Linked DNA regions of Mus musculus: region 1 is linked to region 2. The links are chromatin contacts, called in public HiChIP or PLAC-seq maps. All regions are on one chromosome and are shown on one strand. The core of a region is the stretch at or near the end of the contact, and the rest is flanking DNA. Distances in the headings are between cores, read along the strand shown. Region 1 holds the start of Tamm41 (TAM41 mitochondrial translocator assembly and maintenance homolog). Region 2 has its middle 37 kb from the start of Gm38876.

What was found. HiChIP or PLAC-seq counts read pairs in DNA pulled down with a chosen protein or histone mark.
Region 1: an HNF4G HiChIP or PLAC-seq map of pancreatic cancer cells shows a contact between it and region 2. The contact joins the promoter of Tamm41 here to the enhancer-like site in region 2. A contact is called at or near these places in 6 of 39 promoter capture datasets (cranial neural crest, embryonic stem cells, frontonasal cranial neural crest and 2 more), 6 of 484 Hi-C or Micro-C datasets (the HL-1 cell line, the N1E-115 cell line, cortical neurons and 1 more), 5 of 115 datasets of contacts at active chromatin or transcription factors (embryonic stem cells, large pre-B cells and pancreatic cancer cells) and 2 of 9 other capture datasets (adipose tissue and liver).

What each region holds. Positions count from the first base shown.
Region 1 is chr6:115,035,998-115,039,527 of GRCm38.p6, forward strand. Tamm41 (TAM41 mitochondrial translocator assembly and maintenance homolog) reads right to left here and starts at 1,877. Exons shown (of 8, transcript NM_026894.1): 1 at 1,653-1,877. The coding sequence starts at 1,787.
Region 2 is chr6:114,980,610-114,984,423 of GRCm38.p6, forward strand. No RefSeq gene overlaps it. Among named protein-coding and RNA genes, the nearest start is that of Gm38876, 37 kb to the left of the region's middle. Within about 2 kb of position 2,227, at least 8 of the 459 cell types and tissues checked have an H3K27ac peak or open chromatin away from gene starts, as enhancers often do. A contact at or near this core is called in pancreatic cancer cells, where this site is marked.

The sequences.
Region 1 (3,530 bases), core at 627-3,126, 55 kb after region 2:
TGTTCCAGAACCCGCCCCCTCCCCCAGTCTGATGCTGCTGTTAACAAAACATACTCATGCAGTACTAAATGAGATCAAGGCGACTTTCCACATTAAAGAACTTTCCAGAGGAGGGGAGCCCATTCAGGCACTAACGTCCTGGAAGAACACAACAGAATTGTTGGCATGAATGCAGAGAATGAAAAAGAAGAGGAAATAAGGGTCCTCTCTGGGAGAGATGTGTAGGTCAGCTCGGAGGAGAACCTCTTTGAAAACCTACAAGCTGTCTATCGGGAGGTTCAGGAATGCTGTTTCCCAGGCTGGTCTTAAACCATCGGTGATATTACTTAAGATTCGGAGGTAACATGGATAGTTTCATGTATGTACAGATATATGAAGCCATGTTTGCAGGTCAGAGGGCGCGGATTGTTGCTCCCACGCTCCATCTAATCTATTTCTGAGACAGGGTCTCTTACTGACCTGGAGCTTGCCAAGTATGCCGGGAGCCAGGAAGCCCCAGGGATCCACCGGTTTCTGTCTCCCTAAAGCTGGGATTACAAGTGGGTACACCACAATGCCTGACTGAAGGATGATTGTAAAAAAAAAAATGTATAATTATGATAATCTATATGAAGTAACTGGACAGCTCACAATTTCTCATATGCCCATGATCCATACTTTCCCATTTGTTAGAGAAAATCGGTAGGATGTAGAAGAAATTCAAGAAACACCAGGTGAATTTTAACTGGAAGAAAGACCTGGCCAGGAGCTAGACCCAGGATGCCCTACTGTACAGTGACTGAGACTCCGTACTCTGGAGTAACAAGCCTCAATCCTAACTAGATTCCTGTTCAATGTGCTGACCTGAATAAATGTGCTACCTGCCTGGGCCCTACACCCAGTCCATCAACTTCCTGAAGCCCACGGATCATTCCGTATTTTCTCCTTATCTTTCGATGGGATTTTCAAAGTTAGCTTCCAATTAGTCACCTGGGATGTTTTACACACTGCTAAAGTCCTAGGCCAATGAAATCAATCCCTGCAGACAAAACCAGTCTTTGTATTGCTAAAAAGCTATGGAAAACTCCAATGACAAAGGCTGAAAACACTTAAGTAGGACCTGCTACTTTGTTTTTTCCCCCTTCCCACTACATCTCTGCAATGCCACCACCTCTTCCTCATCACTCCCAACTTAGATTGGAGACAGACTACTCATGCCTCACTTATCCTATCAGCTCAGGCTGGTGATGGATCGGCATATAATAGCACTTGCTGCCAAACCAGATAAACTGAGTTCAACCTACCACGACCCACGTGGTGCAAGGAGAGAAACAACTCCCTCAAGTCGTCCTGTGACCTTCAAGTGTGCGCAGAAGTACAGGTGCGCTTGCTATATAATCACTAAGTAAATGTAAACATATAGATTTGCCTGGCGTGACAACACGAGCCTTTTAATTCCAGTACTGTGAGTTCGAGGGCAGCCTTCAGCCAACCCTGACCAGGGAAATCCAAATTCCGCTCACACCGAAGGACACTTTGCTAGGATGAACATTTCAACAATTGGCTCTTGGCGTGTCCGGGCTCCGCAGGAATGAAAGGCATGCGAGGAACGGCGAGGGCGAACAGGTGCCAGGCATGGGACTGGTCGGGGAACTAGGGGGCCTCCGACTCACCTCCTGGTGGGCACTGGGTCCTGCCTGGCGATACACCGCGGAGCCGTAGGCGAAGGCCAAACTCAGGTCCTCCGGGAAGTGAGCCAGGATCCTGCGCAGGCCCACGCCCGAGCTGTGCAGCGCCTGCAGCGCCATGGGCGGGCTGGCCCGCCGGTGGGACAGACGGTGCTGTGCCGACCCTGTGCTCGCAATTCCCGGTCGTGCGGACCGCGCTTCCGCCCGGTCCCGCCCCTCCACGCACGCGCGCTTCAGAGCGGGCAGCTGGCAACCTGCGGGGAGGCCGAGGCTCCGTAGCGCCCTCTAGCCGGCGGAGGAGCACATTACATGTCTATCCTGTGACAACCTGCTATAGAGCCTAGCAAATCCTTTGTAGCACTAAAACTACGAATGGTTATTAAACCATTTAATTAATTAAATCATCCTTATATTGATTTTCTTTTTGCTTTTTGTTTTTTTTTTTGAGATAGGGTTTCTCTGTGTATCCCTGTCTGTCCTGGACTAACTCTGTAGACCAGGCTGGCCTCAAAGCATTCAGACAGGGTTTCACTGTGCAACAGCCCTGGAATTTGCTATATAGACAAAGCTGGCCTCGAACTCACAGCCATCCACCTGCCTCTGTCTCCAAAGGGCTAAGATGAAAGCATGAACTACCTCATTCACAACCTTGTGGAGCTATCACCTCTAGTGCCAAGTTGTAGGAGCATTTGAAGATTTAGAAAAACAAAAGAAATGTAAAACATGCCGGCCCAGGGGATTGTGATTGCTAGAAACTGACTGTGGTTTCTTCATGTTAAAGGTCTTTTTCAAGTCTGATAATAAATAAATGTTCCATAAAAGGAAACATATTGTATAAATATTCCCTCACATTTGCATTCAATTTTAGAGTCAGAGAAGTCTTCTTGCCCCTTCAGGGATGGTGTCTTAGTCAGGGTTTCTATTCCTGCACAAACATCATGACCAAGAAGCAAGTTGGGGAGGAAAGGGTTTATTCAGCTTACATTTCCACATTGCTGCTCATCACCAAGGAAGTCAGGACTGGAGCTCAAGCAGGTCAGAAAGCAGGAGCTGATGCAGAGGCCATGGAGGGATGTTCTTTACTGGCTTGCTTCCCCTGGCTTGCTCAGTTTGCTCTCTTATAGAATACAAGACTACCAGCCCAGAGATGGTCTGACCAATAAGGGGCCTTTCCCCCTTGATCACTAATTGAGAAAATGCCTTACAGTTGGATCTCATGGAGGCATTTCCTCAACTGAAGCTCCTTTCTCTGTGATAACTCCAGCTGTGTCAAGTTGACACAAAACTAGCCAGTACAATTGACCCCTTGTCAACCTGATACACAAACACATCACTAGTAAGCCTCAACCCTTACATTCTTATTCATCCCCAAGATCTAAATAACTTTAAAAGTCCCACAGTCTTTACATATTCTTTTTTTTGGGGGGGGGCTTGTTTAAACACTTTATTCAGAGGCTTGGGGAAAGATGGTAGAACACGCTGTCTGCTGTCCTGCGCGGGGCAGACCTTAGAGCAGTCCCGGTCGCTAAGAGCGTCTTTACATATTCTTAAAATTTCAATCTCTTTAAAATATCCATCTCTTTTAAAATCCAAACTCTTTTTACAATTAAAAGTTTCTTAACTGTGGGATCCACTAAAATACTTCCTTCCTTCAAGAGGGAAAAATATCAGGGCACAGTCACAATCAAAAGCAAAAATTATCCAATGTCTGGGATCCAACTCACAATCTTCTGGGCTCCTCCAAGGGCTTGAGTCCTTCTTCAGCCCTGTCCTTTGTAGCACACAGCTTGTCTTCTAGGCTCCAGATGTCTGTACTCCACTGCTGCTACTGTTCTTGGTGGTCATTCATGGTACTGGCATCTC
Region 2 (3,814 bases), core at 977-3,476:
GCCTCCCTTCCTCTCTCTTTCCCAACTACATATTTAAGTTTATTTATATTTCTCTTCAATATAAATCAATCTCATAATGTAAGAAATGTCTACTGATCCAAACATGACCAGGCCAACACAATGAGCCATTAGGAGCAGCAGGAATGACTCCTTCACACCCACAGCAGCTTGAGACCCCTCACTATTTGCATGTTGTCCTTAAAGATGGCAAGAGTTGGTTCTGCCCAGCATCAGTTAGGGTACTGGAACATCTCAGCTTGTGTGCACAGAGCCAAAGACATCCTAGACATCATCTCAACGAAGCATCCTCTGTATTGAGTTAGCTGTAAAATACTTTCCAGGATATAGCCCGAGTTAGCCTTGGGATTAGCTCTGTAAAACAACCCCTAGGTTGGAATGTTCATAAACATCGACTTCTGCAAAGAGCTCCATGACACACACATGGTGACTGGGGCCTTGGGGTTTAGATTCACATTCTAGCTCAGTAAAGTCTCAGAGAGTGCCAAGAGTGGGAAGAGAAGTGAGATGATGTAAACATCTGGATGCAGAGAGAGTGGTGGTGAACATCTGTAATCTTATTACCGCTGGGAAGGTAGAGGCAGGAGAATCAGACACTCAAGGCCATCCTCAGCAGCATGGGGAGTTTAAGGCTAGCCTGGGCTACAAGAGAACATGACAATAAAGAAAAGGCAAAGAAAAAAAGATATGAGGTGAGAAGAGGGGAGGGGAGGGGAGGGGAGGGGAGGAGAGGGGAGGGGAGGGGAGAGAAAAGTTGTCTTAGGAATTGATTGCTTTCAGGAGGAAAAGACCTAAACCAAGTGTCATAGTGAGTTTTCTGTTGTTATACCCAAATGTCAGAAGCATGGCAACTTTATAAAGAAATAAGGTTTGGGTTTGTTGGGTAAAGGTGCTTACCACCGAGACTAATGACTTGAGTTTGATCCACAGAACTCACACTGTAGAAGGGAAGAACCAACTGTACAAGTTGTCCTCTGGCCTACACACACACACACACACACACACACACACACACACACACACACACACACAAATTAATAAGTGTAGCTTTTTAATGTTTAAGAAGAGGAAAGGTTTCTTCGATTCATAATTTAGGAGGTGGGAAGTGCATGCGCATGGCCCCAGGTGTCTGGCAAGGGACTGTTTGCTGGCCGAGTCTCAGATGGTGCAGCAGTCATGGTGACAGATAGGGAGAGTCACACGAGTCCTGCTTCCTCTTCTTTATAAATCTGGTAGTTGTTTTGGTAGTTCCAGAGACTGAATCCAGGATGCCTGCATGCAAACAAGCCCTCACCCAGCCAACGGTATCCAAGGCCCTGGCTCCATCTTTGCACAGGTATCTGCATGTTGACCATAAGGCTACACCCTGAAGACCTGACAACCAAACCCCGAGCACCTACCTCCTGCAGTCCCTCCTCCAAGCATCTAACATCAGATCCCATGTCCCTCTTCAGTGTCTCACAGTGGGAGATCAAAGTTCACCTTTACAATGACTGTGATGACAGGTCTATCACTCACCATTTTTTATCTGAGCAAATCAATGCTCAGAGAGGTTCAGCTATTTCCCCAAGACTGCACAGCTGGCCTGACAGAGCCAGGCTGAAGTGCAGAGGACCATCTCAACCCACAACACCTTCCTGAGGAGCCACAACAGCAACTGAGCACATCTGACTAAAATTCTGTTCTCTCCAGTCTTCACACTACCCACATAGGAAGCTTGCTAGGTATGTCCTCTAAGCCTGAGAAACACTGGGAAAGCCTACTATCCTGAGCCTGGTTGGCGGGGTCCTTTCTCCCTACCTCCCTAGTTTCCTCAGCCCCAGCCTGGCCAGATGCCTACCCTAAGCTGGCAAAGGATGCCTTAGGAATGGCATTCACAGTTAGTTAGAGAGACCAGACAACACAATATCTAGGGATCTGGCAAAGAATGGCATAGCTACGTCTCATCAGAAGTCTGGACCTTGCAGACATCTTCCTCTGAGTGACCCAAAGAACAAGCCCACCAGGCAGCTTTCTATTGCTGTGGTAAGTACCATGGCTCAAAGTAGCTTGGGGAGGAACGGGTTGATTTCAGCTCACACTTCCCAGATCACAGTTCATCACTAACTGAAGCCAGGGCAGGAGCTCATGGGAACCAGCAGACAGGAACTGAAGCAGAGCCATGGAGGCGCGTTGCTTACCTGCTTGCTTCTCATGGCTTGATTTGATTGCATTTCTATATATCCCAGAGCCACCTGCTCAGGGGTGGCACCAGTCACAGTAGGCTGGACCCTCCTACACCAATCATTAATCAAAAAACAAACAAAACCAAACTTGCCCACAAGCCTCAAATAGAAACTTTTTCTCGACTGAGGCTCTTTCTTCCCAGATGGCCCTCGCTTGTATCACGTTGACAAAAACTTACCGGCACAGAATCTTTTTCAGGTGATGGGGAGGGACTTGGACAAGCAGACCAGCCTTCCAGTGTTAGGGACACTTGATTCTGTCCAGCCACGATGCTCAGCTTGACCCTGAAGAGAAGGACATTGTCACCTTTGCTATAAACTGCATTCAACAGTTGCTGCCAAGGCAGCTTGGTAAAGTACCCATCCTCTCACAACCAAGAGACCCCCAGAGCCACAGAAAAACCTCTAAGGAGTTCTGCCCTGCTGGCCACACCACTGAACAGCGCAGAGCTGACTGACTCATTCACCCTGTGGGGGATGCTGGCTATAGGGTCCAGATTTGCCAGACTGTTTGCACAACCCATCGTGATTTCATTCATAAAACATCTATCCTCCCCAAGGTAGATCCTGCTTCATGCCTGTTCATCCTCATGAGTGAAATTAGCATGGTCCAGCATCATATAATGACTGGTCATCAGGTAATCTGGGAGTCAAATTCTAGCTTTCCTTTTAAAAATAAGTTCCTTCGGGTCTTTATAGTACCTGGACTATAGTAGATGCTAAGTGTTGTTGCCTTTTGAGGTGCTCAAGACTCACGATGGTTTTCAATGTCACAGTTATTGAACAGCTACTGCATGTTAGATTCTGCCAACAGGACCTGAGAGTATGGCTTCTCCTCCCTTTACTGGTTACTGAATGCCATTCCCCATTTAATAAACATTTTTAGAAGAATTTTTGCGATGTAGTGTGTGTGTGTGTGTGTGTCTGTGTGTCTGTGTGTGTGTCTGTGTCTGTGTGTCTGTGTCGTGCATACACTGCTTGCAGAGCCTAGTCAAGGACATTGGATCTTCTGGAACTGGAGTTGCAGGCAGTTGGGTGGGTGCTGGTAATCCAACTTAGATCCCCTGCAGGAGCAGCCAGTGCCCCTAACCATGGGCCCATCTCTCCAGCGCCCTCTGTATACATTGGAAGTAGTAGTAGTAGTAGTAGTGTCTTTTCCATGCAGGTCAGGAGCCATCATTTCCTTGGGGTCCACTCTCTTCCTGACCCTCATCAGGGGTGTGCCAAGTAGATTCTGAGCTGATATTCACAGTGATGAATCCTTCAAGTCAGTAGTAAGTAGTCCTCTGCCCTCTATATGAACAGAATGTGGGCCCAGGATGCTCAGGAAGTTTCCTGGAGTTGCACAGCTAGGACTCTGGCTGAACTGTAGAGACAAGCAGACTAAGTACAGAGGGCCATGAGGAGGCCGAAGGGACCGAAAGATGGCAGTTTGTCACCCATCCCTTGAGAGCCACAGGACTATGAGCTGTAGTGATGACAAACATCCCCAGAGACCACTGCCAGCCTCTCCCAACCAGCAAACAGCAGGCCAACTCCAACAATCCCTTGAGATCATGGCACCATGATGT